2 separate regions of the Rattus norvegicus genome follow, and region 1 is linked to region 2. Evidence: chromatin contacts called from public Hi-C data. All regions are on one chromosome and are shown on one strand. The core of a region is the stretch at or near the end of the contact, and the rest is flanking DNA. Distances in the headings are between cores, read along the strand shown. Region 1 overlaps Plpp1 (phospholipid phosphatase 1). Region 2 overlaps Slc38a9 (solute carrier family 38, member 9).

Evidence for each region. Hi-C and Micro-C count contacts between places; a contact is called where the count stands out from the background.
Region 1: a contact with region 2 is called in a Hi-C map of liver, with 4 times the contacts expected there. The contact joins two enhancer-like sites. A contact is called at or near these places in 3 of 12 Hi-C or Micro-C datasets (the A7r5 cell line and liver).

What each region holds. Positions count from the first base shown.
Region 1 is chr2:46,190,494-46,197,570 of GRCr8, reverse strand. The region is part of intron 1 of Plpp1 (phospholipid phosphatase 1); the gene reads right to left. Among named protein-coding and RNA genes, the nearest start is that of Plpp1, 21 kb to the right of the region's middle. Within about 2 kb of position 4,035, at least 12 of the 93 cell types and tissues checked have an H3K27ac peak or open chromatin away from gene starts, as enhancers often do. A contact at or near this core is called in liver, where this site is marked.
Region 2 is chr2:46,037,642-46,044,900 of GRCr8, reverse strand. All of the region lies in intron 1 of Slc38a9 (solute carrier family 38, member 9), which reads right to left. Among named protein-coding and RNA genes, the nearest start is that of Slc38a9, 5.2 kb to the right of the region's middle. Within about 2 kb of position 4,305, at least 6 of the 93 cell types and tissues checked have an H3K27ac peak or open chromatin away from gene starts, as enhancers often do. A contact at or near this core is called in liver, where this site is marked.

The DNA.
Region 1 (7,077 bases), core at 2,786-5,285, 150 kb before region 2:
TGCTCATATACTGTAAGCACTTTCGTCTGCACAGAAGAATACAACTATATTTCAGATTTCCTACCCAGAATTCATAAAAGTTAAAAGTAAAAAACTTAATCCATAATAAGAGTATGGATCAAATACAAAGAAATGTATTCATTATAGTCAGCACAATTATCTAAAAATCATTCCATGGCATACAATTTCACTAGTATAAAATGAGCATGCTTGTTTTTGAATACACATGGGAAAGTCTGAAAAAATATATAATCAACTTTTTCCCCTTTTTAAATTAAATTATTTTATTTATTTACATTCTAAATGTTGCCCTCCTTCCTGGTGTCCCTCCCTCTCCCCTTTGCCTATGAGAGGGTGCTCACCCACCCCCACCTCACTCCCTGCCCCCAGCATTCCCCTATCCCTGGGGCATCAAGTCTCTACTGGATTAGGTGCATCCTCTCCCACTGAGGCCTGACCGGGCAGCCCTCTGCTACATTATAATCAACTTCTACGTTGTTATCTGCAGAGGCAGAATACAATCAGGTAGAAGGCACTTCCTGCTATACCCCCCTGTACACACCTTCAAGTTTAGCTATTTTCTAACAGTAGAATAGGACCACGTTCAAATTCTCTCAGTGCTTCATCACAATCCTTTGTTTCCTAAAATTATGCTTATAACTTACCTAAACTCATACTATCCTTTTCCTGAACTTCCCTTTCCTGTAATTATACATATAGCTCTCCTGAAAAAGCCCTATCTGTAGTAAGAAACTGTTTAAAACCAGCCTGCCTTCATACTCTGTGTAAAATGGACAACAGGCTGCTAGGCTTGAGTGCCAGGCCTCAGAGACGTACACTGAATGCCTGCCTCTAGGGCACTGGTTCTCAGCCTTCCTAACACTGAGACCCTAACACAGCTCTTCATGTTGCTGTGACTTTCAACCTTCAAATGATCTCATTGCTACTTCATAACTGCATTCTTGCTGTTGTGATTGTAATGTAAAATGTAATATGCAAGACATCTGATATGCAACCCCTGTGAAATGGCCATTTGTTCCACAAAGGAATCACGGCGTACAAGTTGAGAGCTGCTGTACTAGTGGTTTTCTTTCTTATTGATCATTAATAAAATATATTACTATAAGCCATCTTTAGTTTAATGAGGACCAGAAGAAAAGTTCAGAGCAGTGCTAAGCCAAATAAATTTCTGAAAAATCAAATGACCATATGGGTAGTGAGCACTTTACATGTGGCTAGTATGACTTAAGTATTAACTTTTAATTATAACTAATATAGTTTTAATAATTAGAATTAAAGCTATTCTCATTTTCATATATGAGGAGCATAGCAATGGATTAATTAATATAGTATTGGGCATCTCACACCACATTATTACTTAGAATACATATTTACATAAAATACATAAATTTACTTAGAATACATAAATACAAAGCTATATGCATGATGTGTTTCAGCTATGTGTATTGGTTCATGTCTGTAATCTGACACCTATGAAAATGAGAAAGAATAATAACAGGCTAGCCTGGGCTATAAGAACCTGGTTGAAACAAATAAAAATCTTACAATTAATCTTACACATTAATATAAGTCAGTTTCAAAAAAGCTCAAAGAAAAAGAAAGTAATTAAACAAGTGTCAATGCGGTAACGTTTTTTAGGAGCCCCAAAAAATTTTAAAAAAATACCAAACAGAAAGTCAATAGACTGAAAATGAGGTATGTGAACATGTATGGGTGCATGGTGCCTTTACAGGTTTATGAAATGGCTAGTCATGATTTAGCTTTTAAAACAGCAGGTGGGCATGTGGGGATGAGAGATAGACGGGACTAAGCTAAAGCAAATGATTTAAAAGCATTATCACTAACAGCATCTCTTAGTTAAACAGCATCAGAACTCAGACACTCACTGTCCCCGGTAGCCAGCTGCCGGCCGGGTGTGTAGTGGGCCAGGTAATCAGCATCCCAGGGAGGGCATTTAGCAGGAAGGAGGACAAGCTCTTAACACAGAATGTCTCTTCATACCACACCTCATGCCAGCTGTCCTCTAAGAAAAGCGTCTGATCAGGAGGGAATGGGTTTCCTGGGAGAATCGATGACCTGTTCCCTTGACCCATCTTAACCCATGAGCCTGAGCAGCTCTGTGCACACACACAAGCCCAATTCTGCTCCACTGTTTAGTCTGTATATGGAGGTGGTGATGCTCTATGTGACCGTGGGACAGCTTACTCTACCACACAGGCTAAGTGGCCATCTTGATGCCTAAGTACTGTATTGAAACAGTGGAAGGGTGGAAGGCTGCAATATTAAACAGACAGAAAGTTGCTTCTAGACTGTTTCCCTGAAAAAGAAATAAATAAGCTCACATGTAAAGAACACATTCCAGTGAGGGAAAACCAGTTTATGTAAATTTGACCTGTGTAAGCATTTCTGCACTTTGCTATTAGGTCCACAGTTTGTGAAAGTGTGCTTCCACACACCCTGTTATTTTCTCCTCTTCTGAAGGTCAGAAGCAAGTTGTTGTTGTTGCTGTTGCTGTTGCTGTTGCTGTTGTTGTTTGAGGGCTAATTACTGCTTTGTATTATCTAAGTTGTCTTTAGAAAGTTCTATTCACTCCTACCTTAAGAAATGTTCTTTTGTATATAAATCAGTTTTGATAGTTTCGTATCCTTCCAGATCACATGACGCACCCTCCTATTGATCAACTGCTATCTGCTGTTTCTCACTGTGTGTGGAGGTCACGGGAAAACCAAGAGTTGATTCTCTCCTACTACATGGGCTCTGGAGCAGAAACTCAAGCCCTCAGACTTGGCAGCAGACACCTTTACCCACTGGGCCATCTTGCTGGCCCTCAACACGTGTTCTTGACCACGGGAGAAGTTGGTGAAAGCTGTACTTCAGAACAAGGAGTTAGTTCAAGGGAGAGCTGGAAAGGGCAGGTGTGAGGGGACAGTGTGACAGAGCACTGGCTCAGCAATGAGAGAGTAACCGAGCAAACCACCCTGGGCTCCCCGGCACCTGCCTTCTGGTCACTGCCCTGCAGCACTGCCTCTCCGTGGTTAGCTTGATTCCACTGTGAGAATTACTCTGCACACCCCACCCCGCCTCTCATTAGAACAAAGGAGGAAAAGCACGGAAGGAAAAGAGTTTGTTTAAGTGATACTTACCAAAGGTTTGGGTTTTGGGTTTTTATTGGGGGGGTGTCATTTGTTTGCCTCTCCATTTTATAGGTTTGAGTCCATAATTCTCAGCAATATTCTCAACTTTGGAGCATTTTAGTTCATCCTCATACCTACAATCTTTTTAGGCATATATTTAAACAGCTCTAAAAAGAAACCCAGAGGTGGGGCTGAGGATGTGCTCCATGGTAGATCATCTACCCACAGGATCACAAGAACACAAAAGCAAAGCCAAAATTTTCTAAAGCTGTTACAGAAGGGTGCTTCACACACCACACACCACACACACACACACACACACACACACACACACACAGAGAGAGAGAGAGAGAGAGAGAGAGAGAGAGTGAGTGTTGAAGGGAGGTGGGAAGAGTGCTCACCTGTTTTTCACACCTGCTGGTCACCTGTTGTTCCTTTCAGAAAAGCACATGACAGGCCAACTGGCCAAGGACACCCATTCCTTCCACTCCCCTATGCTAACAGCTGTTCTCTTTTTTTTCCTGCTGCCTAAGGTCACAGAGTCAGTAGCAAATTTTCCATGTGGCTTTCTGGATGCAAGAGGCAGGGAAATGACTAAGGGTGTGTGATTATTTCTAGTTTCCCTTCTCTGGGCACTCTCAGGGCAATCTACTTAGGATTTCTTTGGGACTTGGAGCTATAATTTAATAAGACCAAAAACATTCTGTTTACAGAGCTGGAATTGGAGTTGAGAATAATATGGACACATTTTGAAAAACTGTACTAGAACATGTGCACCATAAATGGGCAGCTTATCAGAAATGCATCATGCTGACTCAACAGGCTGCACACCATGTAACTCCATTTATATGAATTATATGACAACATTCCATTTATATGACATTATAGGATGGAGACCAGCTCAGTGGTTACCACAGCTAGAGGGCAGTGGGGGAAGTAGATTACAAAGGAGAAGTGTGAAAAAATAATAAACCAGTGACTTATGGAAAAACTGACCAATTCTCTATTCTGACTCTGTAGCAACTACAAGGCTAAATTCTACATTGACTAACTATGGGCCTGGACAGATTATGTGTACACACTGCTCTTGCAGAAGACCTGGGCTTAGTTCCCAGTACCTACGTACATTCCCAATGACTTGTAATGCCAGTTCCCCTGATTTGATGCCCCTCTGATCCTCCTTGGGCACTGGCATAAATAAACTTATGTATACACACAAACACATACACACAGAAATAAAGAAATAAAAATAAAAGTTTTTAATATTTCTAACCTAAGTTCATTATACGCCAACACAGAGATTTAGATTGTGTATCAACACAAAGCAACAGAAACGCCACTGCAGCCTGCCGGAAGCTTCATCCCAGCTCCACACGTGCTGCACCTATCCCACCCTACAGGGACCTCACCCCTCGACCCGGCAGAGGTCAGCTTGTCATGCGAGTCCACTCCAACGCTCCTGTAATCCTTGCTTCCGTGCAGCAGGTTGGAGTCTTAGACAGGGCTGGGTAGTCAGATATGCCTGTCTTAATTTGCTTCTGGCACATTACCAGAAACTACTTGAATGAGTATCAGCACATTTCTTTCCTAATTTCAGTTTCCTCATCTAGTATGAGTAATATTTACCTATCACCCAGAAATGTTATGGATAAAATCCCAGGCATAGTAAAGATTTATCTAAAAAAAATGCTTTCTTCCCTAATCTTTCTCTTCTGGTCTCTTGCTATGATATGCAAATCTATCCAAATGCTTAACTCAAATACTGCAATTATCTCTCTAAGTAAAAGGCCTCTGTAATCCTTGCATTCATAGAAGCTATCAGATCCACCATCTCCAACGCTATCTAATCTGTTCGCCTGGTCTGATCCGATGTTGCAGGAGTTATCGAGATGTAGAGAGGCTGACAGGATAGAGCAGAGTACACTGAGATACCAAGGTACCTGAGGATTCCAGAGTCTCTCCAAGGATGGTTTATGCAGCGGGAACTGCAGATAACCTGGGATTCAAATGTGGGCCTGTGAGGGGGCTCAGCAAGGAAACCCTGACTGAGAAGGACTGAGCCAGTACTCAAGAGCTGTATTCTCACCTCCTCCACATGTGAGCCAGGGCAGTCGCTCACACACATGCACACACATGTGAGCAAGGGCAGTCACTCACACACATGCACATACATGTGAGCCAGGGCAGTCACTCACACACATACACACACATGTGAACGAGGGCAGTCACTCATACACATGCACACACATGTGAGCAAGGGCAGTCACTCTTATACATGCACACACATGTGAGCCAGGGCAGTCACTCACACACATGCACACACATGTGAGCCAGGGCAGTCACTCACACACATGCACACACATGTGAGCCAGGGCAGTCACTCACACACATGCACACATGTGAGCCAGGGCAGTCACTCACACACATGCGCACATGTGTGAGCCAGGGAAGTCACACTCACGCGCACACACACACACACACACAATATGTTAAAAGGATTTTTAAAACATAAAGTAAAAAACAAGATAATAGGCTAGCAAAATGTTTCAGCAAATAAAGGCACTTTTCACACAAGCCTGACAACCAGAACCTACATGGCAGAAGGAGAGAACTGATCCCATTAAGTTGTCCTCTGCCCTCCTTATATACATCATGGTACACACACACACACACACACACACACACACACACACACACACACACACAGTGTATTTCTTTTATCTGTATGGGCACTTTGTAGTCAAGTATATCTGTAAATCAAGTGCATACGGTACCTACTAGAGGCTAGATGAGGTTAGATCTCCTGGGTCTGAAGTTACAGATGTGAGCCACCATGTGGGTGCTAGGAATTAAAACTGTGTTGTAAGGAAGAGTAGCCCTTAACCGAGAGTCATTAGTGTCTTTCCAGCCCCAGTATTTACAAAAAGAAAAGGAGGAGGATCAAGAAGAGAAAAGGTTGGAAAAATAGCTCAATGGTTATGAACACTTGCTGCTATCCCAGAAGACTCATTCATTTCCTAGCATCCACATGATAGCTCACAACTAGCTATAACTCCAGTTCCAGAGAATCAATGACAGCCTCCAGCCTTACTACCAGGCATGCAGTGTGCGCGCACACGCGCGCACACACACACACACACACACACACACACACACACACACACACATGCAAGCAAAATATTCCAACACATAAATCTTTTGTTATTGTGTTTTTTGAGGGGAGGGGAGTTGAAATAGAGTCTCTCTGCATATCCTTGGCTGTTCTGGAACTCACTATGTAGACCAGGCTGGCTTTGAAGTCACATAGATCTGCTTACCTCTGCCTATAAAGTACTGGGGTTAAAGCTGTACACCATCATGCCCCACTCAAAATCAATCATTGTTTAAAAGAAGGGTTGGGCATGGTGGTATACATCACTTGCTATCCCATCACTTGGAGCAGAAGGATGAGGACTTCTACTAACAGAAGGTCAGCTTAGAATATGTAGCAAATTCCAAACCAATTTAAGACTATGTAAAGAACACTATCAAAACAGGCACATGGATATAAAAACAGCACAGGAAAGATACATTGTCACCACAACCTTGAAAGGGTTAGCATCTCTGGGTGACAGGCAGCAGGATTACAACAAATTTTCTTTTGTGGTCTTTTTAGAGTTTATCAATTAAGCATGAATAGATTTTAGAAAATTTGGAAATCACAAAATATTTTAAAAGAAAAAAACTACAACTTAACAAGTGACTGTATTCTATATCATTCATGATTTAAATATGCAAAATGGGGAACTAAGTAGATTGTATCAATATTTATACAGTGAAGTGTCATGAATTTCCAAAATCAAAAGACAAAGAAGGGGAAAGAAAAGGCAGCAGTGTGAAAAGTAATGTATGGTTGAAAGGTAATGAACCATTTAAAAATGAG
Region 2 (7,259 bases), core at 3,056-5,555:
ATTGTGCCAAGTGGTAACAATGTTATCTGTCCTATCTGTGATTGAGTCACTAAACACATCTTCTAAGAATTTTAATACCTGTTTCATTATGTATAAATATCCTTGCTTGAGAGCTGCAAAATACACTCAGATTCAAACTGCCTCTGTGTTTGTTTCTGTTTGTCACTGCTGAATCCTTACCCACCTAGACTTCAAGGACCCTCATCCCACGGACCCCCATATCCAACTGGGGTGGTCTGTGGCAGAAGGTGAGGCCTTATGCTCACACAGTTGGAAATATCTACTATGTGGCTCTTTGTAAAAGAAGAGTTACCTAGACCTTATCCTAAGTACATATGTTCCCTGCTAGGGACTCAGAACTGGAGCAGAACTTCCTGTGTGCCATTTCTGTCATCAATATAAGTCTTTCCTTAGAGATGTTTATCATCACACGTCCCTAGGCCTCACTCAACTTAGACTCTTACAGCATAGCTCCCACCCCAAGAAGTTTTCAACTTGTGTGTCATTACTCCCCTTGCAGGGTCGCAAATCAGGTATCCTGCATATCAGATATTTATATTATGATTCATAACAGTAGCAAAATTACAGTTATAAAGTAGCAACAAAATAATGTCATAGTTGGGGAGTCACCACAACACGAAGAACTGTATTAAAGGTCGCAGCATTAGGAAAGCTGAGAATGCTGCCCTAGCCCTTAGCTGTACAAACAGCCCAGCATGAACATCCAGAAAGCTATGGCTTCACAGGGTTCTTGGGAATGCTGGCTCAGAGTGGGTTTAACTAGCATTTTCTTAGTGAAAAATAATTTTTGAAGATACATATTTTTAAAAAAGTTTTTAGCCACTGAGTCATCATGTTTCAATGTTTTTGCTAGAAGGAAGCACCCCATGTACAAACCACACAGAGGGACTTAATGTTTGCTGGCAAAAGAAAGGAAAGGAGAAAGAAAGGGAAACGAGAAAGAAAAGCACAAAGGAAGACAAGAGAGGAAAATATAAAAGGGGAAGGCAGAGAAGATCAGAGAGAGACACACAAACAAACAGGGAACAACTTATGGAAGCCACACTATGTGATTTAAGTTCCAATTGACAAGGATCACATCCACTTTATACACTAAGAGCTTCATAGACAGGCAGCTCACAGGGCAGTCTTAGTAATGCTTGCTTCTGTATAATGGGATTAGGATTGTGTTTCCTTATGCTTCCAGGTTTTATCCTAAGAGCTTTTGTATGATCCTCCTCCCAAACCTTTCCTAATCAGAAACAAAACAAGAGAGTGAGAAAGAGGAGGGAGAGGAGGAAGGAAGAAAATGAACACAATCCTACAGAAGCACAGGTGATCGAAAACCATCTTAGTTCTATATCATGTCCGTGTCTCATCAGAAAAGTATTGCAGAAATGTAAACATTATTGAAGAGGTAATCGCTGGTGTGCTGGGGACGTTACTCAGTAGTACAGCATTTGCTTAGCACATACCAGGCTCTGGGTTCAATCCAGACACTGCAAACCTCACTAAATGAATTGGTAACATTTGGGTGCACGGCTGAAAAATACCAATGGACATTTGCATTTTGGCTTTGATTCCTTTTGCTCTTTACATAAAACAGAACAACAATCACATGGTATAATTTTTTGTCTAATTTTTTCTTTGTTTGATATTTTAAGACAGGGTCGGGCTGGAGACATGGCTCAGTGATTAAGAGCACTGACTGCTCTTCAGAGGTCCTGAGTTCAATTCCCAGCAACCACACGGTGACTCACAACCATCTGTCATGGGATCTGATTCCCTCTTCTGGTGTGTCTGAAGACAGCTACAGTGTACTCACATATACATAAAGTGAATAAATTAGTTTTAAAAAAAAGACAGGGTCTCTTGTAGCCCGGACTGGTCTGAAATTCACAATCCCCTTGCCTCCCAGCTCCCAAGTGCTGGGATTGCAGGCTGTCCCACTGTGCTGCCATGACGACCCCCAACCATGACAGGACATGACATGTATCTATCTTCCTTTGGGAACATTATTTTTGATGTATGTAAAATTCATCAGGGACTCCCCAGAGACCTGTCTGTTCTTAGCTCCCCAGTGGTGGGATTACAAGCATGTGTCACTGCAGCAACTACTTTATGGGGTTCTGGGGATCAAACTCAGGTTCTCAAGCTTGTAAGGCAGGGTCTTTACAGACTGAGCCATCTTTCTGACCCCAGATCCATTTTATATACATTTTAGCATTTGGCTTTAAATCTGTTGAAAGCAATCTTGAATCTTCTTACCACTACTGGCTTTAAGCTTTTGGGGTGCAATTATACCACGGCCACAAACCCCTTCTGACTATACACGAGCTAACATTGACCAGACAGATAAAGGCTTTGCCCTAACTCTTCATTAATTCTTCATACCTTTTCTGCTCAACCAAGTCTCTTTGACTTGACCCTGCAGAGCGTCAGTCACAGCCCAAAGGCTCCCTTGGTCTTCAGATTTCTCTCACTTCCCAGGCTCCCCAGTGAGAGAGGGGGAAAGTGCAATGAAGTATGACTGACTTCCCAGGAGTGGGTTGAAAACAAAACAGACAAGCTAACTCCCCAGAGCTGAGAGATCTAAAGAGCTAAAACTCAGGTGAGCAGATACCGAGGGGGAAAAGTTTAAAAAGTTTAAAGAGAGAAAAGAGAAGGAAAAAGGCATTGGAACAAAGAATTTAAGAGACTAAGAGGATTCCAATGAGACTAGAAAAAGCATAATCTAATGACGTAACAAAGTCACATATAAATAAGGTGCCTCTAATGCTAAGATCAAGAATTTTTTCCTTAAGCATTTGGCAAAAATATACTTCTTTGAGGGCCAAAAGTAAGAGGAGAAGTGGGAAAGTACGGAGGAAACTGGGCTGGGGAGGGGGCAGGAGAGAAAGGAGCAGAGGAGATGGGAGACAGATGGGTTTGATGAAGTGCGTAATACAGAGCAGTGGTACCAGTGACAATGGAGGTCCTGCCCATCTGACTGCTTGGTGGCAAGCTCTTCATTACGTAATCTGTGGTGGCTTAGCACACTAGCCCTCCTGGGAAAATCAATTTCTCTTTTTTCCCCTACCTCTTTCCTCTTTTTAGGAAGTTTAAGATCAAATTTAGGGCCTTGTACATGCTAAGTACACTGTCTCCCACTGCCTGAATTTTTCTCATTTTTGTTGTTTATATAATCGAGAACTATAAAATCATCAAGCACCAGGTAACCACTTCCAACTGCCGCCATAAGCCAACATCTATTAAACATTTTACCTTGCCTTTGGAAACTGCTTGAGTCTTCCTCTCTCCTAGAGCCACAAATACCCACCTATCAAGTTAGGCTGATCTACAGTGACAGCATTTGTGGGAGGAGAGATAGAGAGGCTGCTTCACAAACACACAGACTGGTAGATACTCTAACAGCAAGGCACCATAATGTACCTTACATGGTCCAAGGGCACGAGGAAGCTCTGTATTTGAAACATCCAATTCTATCTTAGTGGTTTCTCGGAGCATGACCAACACCCTCAATAGCAAAAGCTTGAATGTTAGGATTTGGTATTTTGAGACTTTTTGGTGTTGAAATGAAAACAGTCATATAAATGTAATAGATTATATTTCTGATCCATCAGATTATTCTCCATTCTAATACCAAGTGGGCCACAGAGCCCTGCAAGAACAGGACAGCTGGGCCCTGTAACCACGCTGTAGAAGAAGAGTGTGTGTACAGAGCATGCTTAGGGGGTGGAGCCTCAGGGAGCTCCGGCCTTACAGAGTAACCCTGGGCCTACAAAGAGTCACAGGAAAGCCCTGAACTCTGGGAAAAGGAGAAGGGAAAACAAGGAAAGACACACAGAGAAGGGGAAAGCTAAAAACTGAGCCAAGCCACAGTACAGTACTTGCATAATGTACACAAGGCCATGGGTTCAATACCCAGAACTGGAAAAAAAATTAAAAATTAACCATTTCATAACTTTGTAGGCTGGCTGGGAAGGTCAGCTTTCCCAGGGCATAGTCACAGAGCAGTAGGGAAACATGAAGCAATCCTGAATACCAGCTCCATTAGTAGTCTCCAAAAGCCTGAGAAAAGCCTGTTAATTCCCAATAGAATGTATCGACTAGAACACAGGAGGCTTCTAGACCTTTCTGCCCTTCCGTTTACATTTTATTGTTCATTCTACCCCAAAACAGATGACAAAACAGCACTGGCGGGAGGCGTGCTGAAGGAAAAGGGGCCTTACTTATCTATAACGCGCCTAAATGATTCACACGCCTGTGGCGTGCATCTTCCAATGTCAAAGCCCTTCCTCCACCTGCTTCAGACTCTACCTCATAAAAATGAGAAGCCTGCAGTCCTTGCCTGCCAGTTAAGAGACTAAGATCTGAACTAACTTAAGATTCGACTGCCCCCTAGTGGGAGAGAGGAAAATAACACAAGCTAAGTAATATTCAAACATCCAAGGTTGTTTCCTATCATCCTACAGCCGCAGTTTCCCAAATGTAAGATAATCTGGGACACCGCCATCATGAACGCTAACTGGATGATATATGTGGCAATGTAAATCAGAAAAGTATAAATACACCAAAGTCCTTGTCTAACAGATATGACAGGGAGCTAAATGAATTCAGTTGGAAAGGGGAGCAGACTGGTAAGAAACATCAAATTATACTACACACACATACAGGGTGGCACCAGAGCACAGGGACTCAAAGGACTGGAGCTTGGTACTAGTCATCTAAGTTTTATTTACATGTAAAGTGGGAGAATCTATATCTCAGCAGAAACAATGTTTAAAGTACTCACATATTTTTTCTCATCAAATAGTTCCTGCTTTCTCCAGCAGAGATTATCCCACAAGCAGAAGCAAGGACTGCTAAGGTCTTACAAGTGGTTCATTCGTGCTTACCAGTTACACCAGGACTGAAAATAGCGGATTCTCCCCGTTCACAAGTTTCATTACAGAAAATGTATTTCCATTTAATATACCCTGTTAGATTAAAATTTCGAGGAACTGAACTCCTGCCAACTCATTGTAATGGAATGCACTTTAATGACCTATGTCTTATTGTCACAGTGGCCGATTATTTAGCACAGAACTTGGAAGCTTCAAGAAAACTCTGAACATTGTCAGCATTTGTAAATGCATACATTCACCGAGACTGGAATATACCAGTAAGAATCAACATTACCAACTTCTCTATTTCTTCTGATAGCCACTGTTAACGACGACTTCTTCAGGGATAAATTTTACACTTCCAGTTGTAGCTACAAGAAAAACTGAAAAATCAAGTATCTGAAGAAGGGGTTACAATGGGTTACAATACAAGAATGGGTTGCCAGGCTCAGCTCACTGTCATCTGTCTGCTGCAGCTCTTAAGCAGACTAACCCTCCGCTGACAGGAAGGAGGGTGGCAATGACTAGGTGCTGACTATCTGCTAACACTGCACCAGGCTCCCTTACCTCAGCTGTGCGGTCCCTCTCAGCCATCTGAGCCCTCCCCAGACCTCATCTACATATACTGCATGGTCTACAATGCAGTAACTGACTGTACATGAATGGTGGCGGACTACAGATACTGCTCTGCACTTCACTTTTTCCTTTCAACAAAATAACGAGTTGTTCCATTTTGTTATATCATAAGGCCACCTCCTTTGTTTTAGATGAAAAATATTCCACTGTATGAATATGCCATAATTAAGTTTTCAGTCCTGGAAGAAAACACATTTTAGTTGCTTTCTTAGCAACTTACATGACCCTGTGTACACACCGCCTGACACCGTAAAGCAGTGTGTGTAGCAGTGAGATCGCTGATGCACAGAAACCTCAGAATTGACTGCTGGGATTTGAGTGTAGGATCACACGAACTTTGTGGGTAAAATTCTTTTTTTCTGGGTGCACATCTCTGTGTGCACATGTGTATGTATGCATTTGTGAGCACATCAGGTATCTACTTGAACTGCTTCTCTCTCTCTCTCTCTCTCTCTCTCTCTCTCTCTCTCTCTCTCTCCCTCTCCTTCATTTATTGGCATATTTGAGGTGGTGTATTCATTCATTCATTCATTCATTTGCTTATTTATTTACTGTGATAGTCTCTCACTAGCCTGGAGCTCATCAGTTTGGCTGGGCTAGCTAGCCAATGCTCTCCAGAAGCCCTGCCTCCCTAGTGTGGCGATTACAGGTATGCACCACAGCTCCTGGATTTTATATGGATGCTGGAACCCAAATTCAGGTGCTCAAGTTTGTATGATAAATACTTCACTGGCAGAACCTCTCTCCTGGATTGAAGCCCCCTGGATTACAATTTTATTCTTCCTGCCTGGAGTAGACGATGACTTTCTGTCATACTGATACTGATAACATACTTTTCTAATATATACATTTAAACGTTTCTAAATGAGGACACCTCATAATCTTTAACACCCAATGTCTGAATCACTGTTGGCCGGGTGGTGGTATGATGGCTACCTCTAGTGGTGTGTGACAAATAACTGCCATCCTGGGCCACCTCAGTCAAACCACAGAACCACTTCAGGAAGGACTGGGATCCGTAAGAGAAGACCTCTCCTGACACCATCTGGTGAGACCAGGACAGTACAAGTACAGGGATCTGCGAGCATCCTCAGAGCTGCTGGAGAAAATCAAGGAAGGTTGTGTCATCAAAGTCACCCACTCTCACAACTGTCCACGCAGGAGGGACACACAACATGTCTGATGACCAAATCAAAAAGTGATCCAGAAGAATCAGGTTTTCTAAGTGTGAGGTGTTATAATGTCTTAACCAATGCATGTTGTTTCTATGATCAACGTTTATAGTTCTATAAGAGACAAATGAGAAATAACACACAATATGGTCAAGAGTTCTTTCAGTGAAAAGAAAGCAAAAATTCCAAGTCCAGGTTTTTACATGTATAATACCCACAGACAGTGTGCAGTGTACGCCTGTGTGTTGTGCGTTGGGTTTTTTGAAATGGTCTGTTTATGTGTCTGGGTGCTTTGTCTGCAAGAATGTCTGTGCACCATGGGCACGACTACTGCTGATGGAGGACAGAAGGAGTCAGATCTCCTGGGATTGGAATTACACATGGTTATGAGCTATCATGTATGTATGTGCTAGGAATCAAACCCATGTCCTCTGGAAGAAAAGCCAGTTCTCTTAACCACTGAGCTTCATTCCAGACCCTCTTTGTCTGTCTGTCTGTCTGTCCGTCTACCTCTACCTACCTACCATTCAAGACAAGGTCTCAGTACGTAGCTCTAGCTCTCCTG